Regions from separate parts of the Mus musculus genome. Here region 2 is linked to region 1. A link is a contact called in public Hi-C data. All regions are on one chromosome and are shown on one strand. The core of a region is the stretch at or near the end of the contact, and the rest is flanking DNA. Distances in the headings are between cores, read along the strand shown.

Region 1 (3,773 bases), core at 451-2,950:
CATTTATACCCTTTAATGTTTATGTTTAAAAATATATGAATTGCTCATCTGTGGACACTTTTATAAAGTAACAGCATATTAATCTCACAAGTAATAAGTGGGAATAATAAACATTTATTTAAAAAGTACACAAAAGTAGAAAAGGCAAAAAGTTGATCAGTTACAATAACATATTGGCTAAATGTCAAAAAGAGATGAAATTTACAAATAACACAAAAGATATAAAAGTGTCTATAGTTATATATGAATGAGAAGTTATCAGATTTTAAAAGCAGTTGTTTAAACTACTCCATGCAAATAATTTGAAATTTTAGATGAACAAACAATACACAACCATATACAGATCATCAAAACTAATTTAAGAAAATCAAGGAAACCCAAATGAGCCCATAAGAATTGAAGAAAGAAAACTGTTGATAAACTATTCCCCACTGGAAAGTACTAAACTGAATGGTTGTATATGAAAGTTCTTCCAGTTATTCATGTCAAAAATATATCAGTTCTCTTAGACAAGAAAAGACAAAAGGATATTCCCAAATTAATTCTATAAAAGCAGTATCAATCTTGGGTCCAAAATTTGACATAGTATAATAAAATCAAATTGATGCTGGAGAGATAACTCACCACATAGGGCTTGCTGTGCAGCTGTGGGGGCTGCTGTGTGTGCCCAGCACCTATATAGCAAGCCAAGTATCAGACATGCTCGTGACTCCAGCTCTCACGAATAGGACCACATCCTGGGCCAGGGGAGCCTACAGCCACACAAATATGTGCAGATGCACACATGAAGAAAGAAATGTTTTTAATGAAAAACATATACCATCACCAAAAGAAAATTTTAAAATTAGACATTGTAGATTTAGAGTGAACCCTGGAGACAAAGTAAGTTCAGAATTAAGAAACTAATACAAGTCACTGTACAACGTCATAAAAGGAAAAACATATCATCTCCATAGATACCAAACACTCATTCAGTAAAATTCTACAAATATTCCTTATTTTAAGACTTCTTAACCCTGTCTCGAAAAAGTTAATTCTTAATAATGGAATGGAATGGAATTCTCTTAATATAGCAATCTGGTGTCCTGGTTAGATGAGTCACTTAAGAAGAGAGAACTTCAACTGAAGTATTTCTTCCGTCAGATTGACCTGCAGGCATGTCTGTGAGAGCTTGTCTTGATTGATTATGGATGAAGGAGGAACCAGCCTAATGTGGGCGGCACCATCCCTAGGCAAGGGAGCTGGGCTGTATAAGAAAGCTAACAGAACATGGGCCAGAGAGCCAACCAGTAAGCAACATTTCCATGGTTCTAGCCTCCAGCTTCCTGCCTCAATGGGTTGGATAGGTTTTTTGTCAACTTGATACTACCTATACTCATCTGAGAGGAGGGAACCTCGGTTGAGAAAATGCTTCCCTAAGATCTACCCATAGGGAAGCATATAGGGCATTTTGTTAGTTACTAACTGAAAGGAGAAGGCCCAGCCCATTATCAGTGGTGCTATGCCTAAACTGCTGTTGATCCTGGGTTCCAAAAGAGGAGCGAGTCAGGAAGCAGCACTGCTCCATGACCTCAGCGTTAGTTTCTTCCTCCTGTTTCATGCCTTGGTTGAGTTCTTGTCCAGACTTTCTTCAGTGATGAGCAGTGTGGAAACTTAAGCCAACTAAACCTTTTCCTCCCCAAGTTGCATCGGTCAAGTTGTTTCATCACAACAGTAGTAACTCTAACTGAAATACTTGATTTTGTGCCATGGCCTCCCATAGTGATGGACTGTGATTTGGAAATGTAACTCAAACAAACCCTTCTGTCTCCTTGTTGGTTTTGGCTAGATGTTTTATCATAGCAACAGAATAAACTTGATACAAAGAAAGGTGAAAGATGAAGTCATACTTGATGAAGAATGATTAAAAATCTCTTTAAAATTAGAAATAGAATCAGGATTTCCCCACATCGACTCATCCAACTTATAGAGGTTTCAGCCTAGAGAAATATGAGCTAGAGAATAATTTGCATACCAGAACATAGGCATAAGAACATTTGTGGTAGCTTTTATTTTAATAGTAGAAAATTGGAAATTACCCAATTAACTTTTTTTATTTGTACATCAACTGTGATGTCTTTATAAAATATCTTCCAATGCAACTAGACAAAAAAAAAAAAAAATGACTGTATCACATGACCAAAGGCATAAGCCAAAAGCCAACCACAAAACACATATGCATTTTATCATTCAATTTTATTGAAATGTACTAAAGTTTATCAATGAAAGTGTGTTCCTATTTTTTGAAGTACATATGTAACTGTCAAAAACTAACACTGTTCCAAATCTTATTTCCATTTAGGAGTAGCATCGTGAGGGGCCATGCTCCTGTTGAATTTTCAGTTTGCTAAGCTAGTAATAGATGCTCAGGCATTTATTATTTAAGCTATTTCTTATAGTAATTTTATGATCTCTCATAATGTACCAAACAGCATCATCATTAGGAATGCAGACAGAACATGTATTCATTCTTGTGTACTTTTCTGTCTCCCCTTAGAAAGCATCATTTCCAGAAAACTTCCAGTGTTACATGCCATGAGTCATCACTTAACTATTTGCGTTTTTGCTTGTGTCACTAGTAGCTAACTTTTCTTATTTTATTTTCCTTTGCATTTTTCTATAACTACCCTGCTACTTCCAAGGGGACCATAGCTTTATGCCATGTAATGCCCTTAAAAAGAGGCTGACTTAATGATTTGCAAATCACTTCCTCAAATGTAATCCAAGAAATAGAATACGTGTTCTGTACAATGGGGAAAGTTTATTAAGTGAAGCATCATCCTGTAATTCCATAAGCACTAAGTGGATTGTTGGTTGTTGAGGAAACTAAATAGCTCGTGTAAAATGCTACCACAATGTTGGGCACAAAACTGTTGGGGATCATGGATCTAGTCCTTGTTTTTTGTTGTTGTTGTTTTGTTTTTTCTCCTTTTTTGTAAATTTTGAAAGTCAGCTGCCCCTACCTTTTTTATGATGCATTTTATGATTCATTTTTATGATGCTGTTTCTGTAGAACAAATTAACGAGAGCAGGTTTTCTCAGTCATGCATCTGGGTTGTCTACATTGCCTATCACGGCTGGTTGCAAAGAGTAGGAGCCCTGAATGTTTGCTGATTTGGACAAGCCTACTCCATTCCTTCAAGGCTATACACTAACAACCTGTTTGAAAACATCCATCATTTGATCTCTCAAGATTCATCCAAAGACCAGCTGGTCTCCTTTACTCTGAGTGACAGATAAACTCTCAGTGAGAGATAAACATCTCTCAAGACAATTGCCTAAGCAGCTACCTTGATCAGTTATCTCATCACAGAACTTCTCCTTAAAGTTCAGTGAAATGACTTACACAAAAGCTGATCCACTTAGATGACTTTAAAAAAATAGTTTTAGTCCTTTCTTTCATCCCTCCAGTCTGAATTCCTGAATTCCAACCCTGAATCACCAGGCCTTCTTATCAAACAAAAGCTTATCCTTGCTCAATGTGTTTTAAGCTTGAAACTTCTATGACCTTAACTTACCCAGTAGTTATCTTCAACTGATGTAATAATCCCTTAGCATCCTCGTGGTTTCGGTAGTTTATCTTATCACTTCCTCACACTTGTTTTTTGTTTGTTTGTTTGTTTGTTTCTGGTTTTGTTTTGTTTGTCTGTTCATTTGCTATGGGTTATGTTCTGTTGTGATTCAGGGTGTAGGTCACTGCTGCATTCTGAGTCATAAAGTCAAGTATGCAACCT
Region 2 (3,773 bases), core at 650-3,149, 150 kb before region 1:
ATCCAGTGAGCTGTGCATTTGCCTGGCATCATAAGGCAGGTGTTCATCCAAACGAGTCTCAGATTCCTCGTCTGCAGAGCCATGCAGTTGGAATACAAAATCCTCTAGAGATGTTTAAACAGTAAGATCCTAAATTGGGCATTTAGCAGTTGAATATTAAATAAATCATTGTTAATAATAGGTTATTATGCAAGATGATACTGTGAATTGCACTACTCACACTAATTTATCTAATTCTGTTTCAGCATCTACTTATATCTTACAGTGTGAGAAAATAATAACATTTCTCCTCATTGTGAATATCCAATATTTTGGTCCTTTCATTTTCAGAGGATTTTTTTTCCCTCTGTGTTGTCCATTTGTTTACTTACTGAATATCTCATAGCTATTTCTATTGAAGTTTAATTATTTACCGATTAACCAAATAATTTGTAATTTATTATAAATTGCTAATTTACAAATCATTCATTACCTACTAATTGTTCAATTATCTTTAAATTAGTGCTCATTAATTTACTCAATAAACATTTGCCCAGCTATTACTGGAGGGCCAGCTCCGGGAGAATGGAGACACAGAGAAGACTAAGAAAGAGACAGGACTCATTGTTCGAGAATGGAGCTCTGTTCTGAAGCTGGGTGGTTACTAGGAGGACTCTCATAATGTAGTTTCCTTCACTAACCCCATTCTGCAGAGCTCCATTTTTTCCTTAATCCATAGTTTTTCCCCCAAAAAACATCATGGGCCACATTTCTAAACACTTCTTTAAATATGCAAATGTTCTGAAAAAAATCAAAATACAAACACAGTAGGTAACTCATTAAAATAAAATTGGAGTTTTACATAATCAAATAGTCTTCAGTGATGATTCTGCGAATGCATGTAGATGGTATGTATTTGAGGCGATGGTACGTATTTGAGATGGATGCTACAGCGAGGGCAAGCAAGCCTGGAGAAGTCAAGCAAGGTCCTGTTGGCTGAGAGGTTCTCCTCTGATTCTATCATATGTTGGTTGTCCTCAGTAGCACTTGGCCAGGTTAGCCAAGCCTCAATAAATGAATCTGTATGCCAGAAAATGGTTTGATTTTCACTTAGGACAATCTCTACAATCTGGAATTTTGGCAGCTGTACCATTTAGCTCAACAAGCTCTATGTTATTTTAGATGAAGCCCAGTCTCGGCTATTTGATTCTGTTCACGTTTAAAGGTTTCTTTGAATCCAGCTGACTCCCAAGGGCCTGTTAGAGGCAACTGAATAGAAGGGCAATGTCACTAATTATTCTGTACCAGAATTTGAGTGATGTTCCCTGACTTGGAGGGGTTGAGGGGGAGGCGGTAGGGATGGAAGCATTGTCTGGTCAAAGTTCTTTCCCTAATCTATTAGCTTAATTAATAGTAACAATTACTGTAGTTAGTAATCAGGATGCTAATCTATTCTTATAATGTTTTCTGTTTTTCTTTACGTCCCACTTTTCAATGTCATCGCACTGGTTAAGATGAGTAACTGTGTCTTTGTTTCCACTTCAGTAGAGCTGTTAAATTAGTGAACCCAGGTTCCCTGATTTGCTAGAAAGAAAATCTGATTTCTCCTTTTCCTTTTACAACTCCGTCCACTGATGTCTGTGCTTTGCTGAGATGTGGGGAATGTCTAAGAAAAAAAAATAGCCATCCAGAGAGAAGGGAAGGGGCACACTGAACGAATGACATTGAACCATAACTGCCATGGAAGGCCTCTCTTCCTCTCTTCGCTCTCACACGGGACAGGCAGACAGTTTGAGTCAGAGCTGCCACTTCTGCACATGGAATGTGTCCAGGAGACTTGGCTGTTCCACATGTGTGGGCAGATTGGACAGCTCATCCTTAAAACATACTTAGGAATGGAGACTGTTTATCCTAGAATGGGTTACTAAAAGCCGTAGGCTAGAAGGAAATGTAATGCTACCAAAACCTCATCAAGAGTCACCTTCCTGGTATGCTCATCTTGAACAAAGAGCAGAAGCTACACATTCTCCTTTAGTCAATTTTTTTTTCCAGTTAAGTACAACCTTTTGTCAAAAAGTGGTTTTGCCTTTCTGTTATTTTTATAACATAAAGTAACTGATTATCCCTAATAATGTACATGTACACTCAAGGATTATCTTGTTATCTTTATCCTTTAAAGTAGTTTATCCTCAAATTATCCGAATGCAAAAGGAAGCATGGCCATGGTGGCCGTGTGCATCTTTATATCTGTCTTGTTCTGGGAGGGTACAAACTAAAACATAAAAGATCTGAAATACAGAGCTGTGTGGTGGTTCTCAATCTGTTTGAGAAATTATCCTTGGAAGAAATATTTGCGAAGGATTATTTACCTGCTTTGTCCTAAAGACTTCTCCTCAGTCTTTGTGGGCAGGACACTAGATGGTGAGTAGTTTGCAGTTCTCTTGAGTTCCTCCAGGGGGAGCAGTTACACCAACTAACGGTAGAGTTGGCTTTGCAATAGCTTTCTATAGAGTGATAATTAACATATGCAGAGAAAAGGTTTGTTTAGACCCACATTTTGAAGATTCAGTACAGAAGTAGGCAGACCCATTGCTTTGATCTTCTGTGGGTAGACCAAAGGATGGGGAACACTGGACAGAGCATCCACGCATCACTTACCTAGAGAGCAAAGCTGGGCAAAGGCGGAGGTTCCACAGTCACCTTGAGGGTACATGACAATGACCTACGATCAGGCTCCTGTTCCCACCTTTTAAAACTACCATCTCTGAACAGCGCCACTCGTGCAGCTACGTGAGATGGGATGAGAGACGCTAGTAATATTCTTTTAAAAAGAAATTTCTCCTTAGTCACACTGGACTCTAAATTGATCAGCTTGCTGTCCTTCTCTGTTCCAGAAGTGTGATCGACCTGGTCAGTGTCCCTGCAAACTCTAGAACACTCTGCTAGCTAGGCCTTAGGTACGTAGTATTCACTGGGACATTCTGTGGTGATAGAACCTAACCTTAGCAGTGCAGGCTTATGGAAAATATGAAGGGATTACCTCCCCATTTAAGGGGTCTCCAGTGGTCTTCCTCATCTATACCATGAACCCCACCCTTTAATATAAAGCTACTTTTAGTAATAGAATATATATTGAGCCTAACATTTCAAAATGAAAGGGCTGGTTGAATTCTATTCAAAGACTTCCAGAGTAAGAGTAAAGGTCAGATACTAAGTGTGCTAAATTGAGATGGATTAGGTATGAAGTAGACTATTTCTCAGACTGATGCTGAAAAGCTATAAAGGTATTCCCCACTCCTTTCTTTCTTAAAAATGGTAGGTGAATACTGAAACGTCACTAAGATGTTGTAGATTTGTTGTTGTTGATGATGATGATGATTTTCTTAAGACAAGAGTTCCATGTATTCCATGTAGTCAGGAATGTCCTTGACCTTCTGATCTTCCTGCCTCCAGCTACTCAATGTTGGGACCATACATGGATGTAGTGTTTCAAATAGAACCAAGGGCTTTGTCTGTGTTTGGCATGCATTTTGCCAACTAAGTTACCAGCCCAAACCCATGTTTGGCAGGTAACTGTTCTCAACCTCTCCTTTTACTTCACACATAATAATTTTCTACTGGACAGAGTTGAAACAATGAATTAATAGTAATTTTTCTCTTTACAATTCTTGAAAATAAAGTGCCCTTCCTTGGAAACTGCAATCTTAGAGGGAAAATGGTCTTGTATTCCGACTCAGAATACAGTAGGAAGATGTCTGTAGAGAATAAATGTTTGCAAACTCTTTATTTAAGTG

Evidence for each region. A called contact is a pair of places that touch in the nucleus more often than the background predicts.
Region 2: a contact with region 1 is called in a Hi-C map of adipose-derived mesenchymal stem cells, with 6 times the contacts expected there. The contact joins two enhancer-like sites. A contact is called at or near these places in 3 of 15 datasets of contacts at CTCF or cohesin (the NIH/3T3 cell line, large pre-B cells and pro-B cells), 24 of 484 Hi-C or Micro-C datasets (the AML12 cell line, the C2C12 cell line, adipose-derived mesenchymal stem cells and 14 more) and 3 of 115 datasets of contacts at active chromatin or transcription factors (embryonic fibroblasts, fibro-adipogenic progenitors and vascular smooth muscle cells).

What each region holds. Positions count from the first base shown.
Region 1 is chr15:53,541,043-53,544,815 of GRCm38.p6, reverse strand. All of the region lies in intron 4 of Samd12 (sterile alpha motif domain containing 12), which reads left to right. Among named protein-coding and RNA genes, the nearest start is that of Gm23200, 70 kb to the left of the region's middle. Within about 2 kb of position 1,700, at least 22 of the 459 cell types and tissues checked have an H3K27ac peak or open chromatin away from gene starts, as enhancers often do. A contact at or near this core is called in the C2C12 cell line, the NIH/3T3 cell line, adipose-derived mesenchymal stem cells and 2 more, where this site is marked.
Region 2 is chr15:53,687,522-53,691,294 of GRCm38.p6, reverse strand. The region is part of intron 3 of Samd12 (sterile alpha motif domain containing 12); the gene reads left to right. Among named protein-coding and RNA genes, the nearest start is that of Mir28c, 75 kb to the right of the region's middle. Within about 2 kb of position 1,899, at least 51 of the 459 cell types and tissues checked have an H3K27ac peak or open chromatin away from gene starts, as enhancers often do. A contact at or near this core is called in the C2C12 cell line, the NIH/3T3 cell line, adipose-derived mesenchymal stem cells and 2 more, where this site is marked.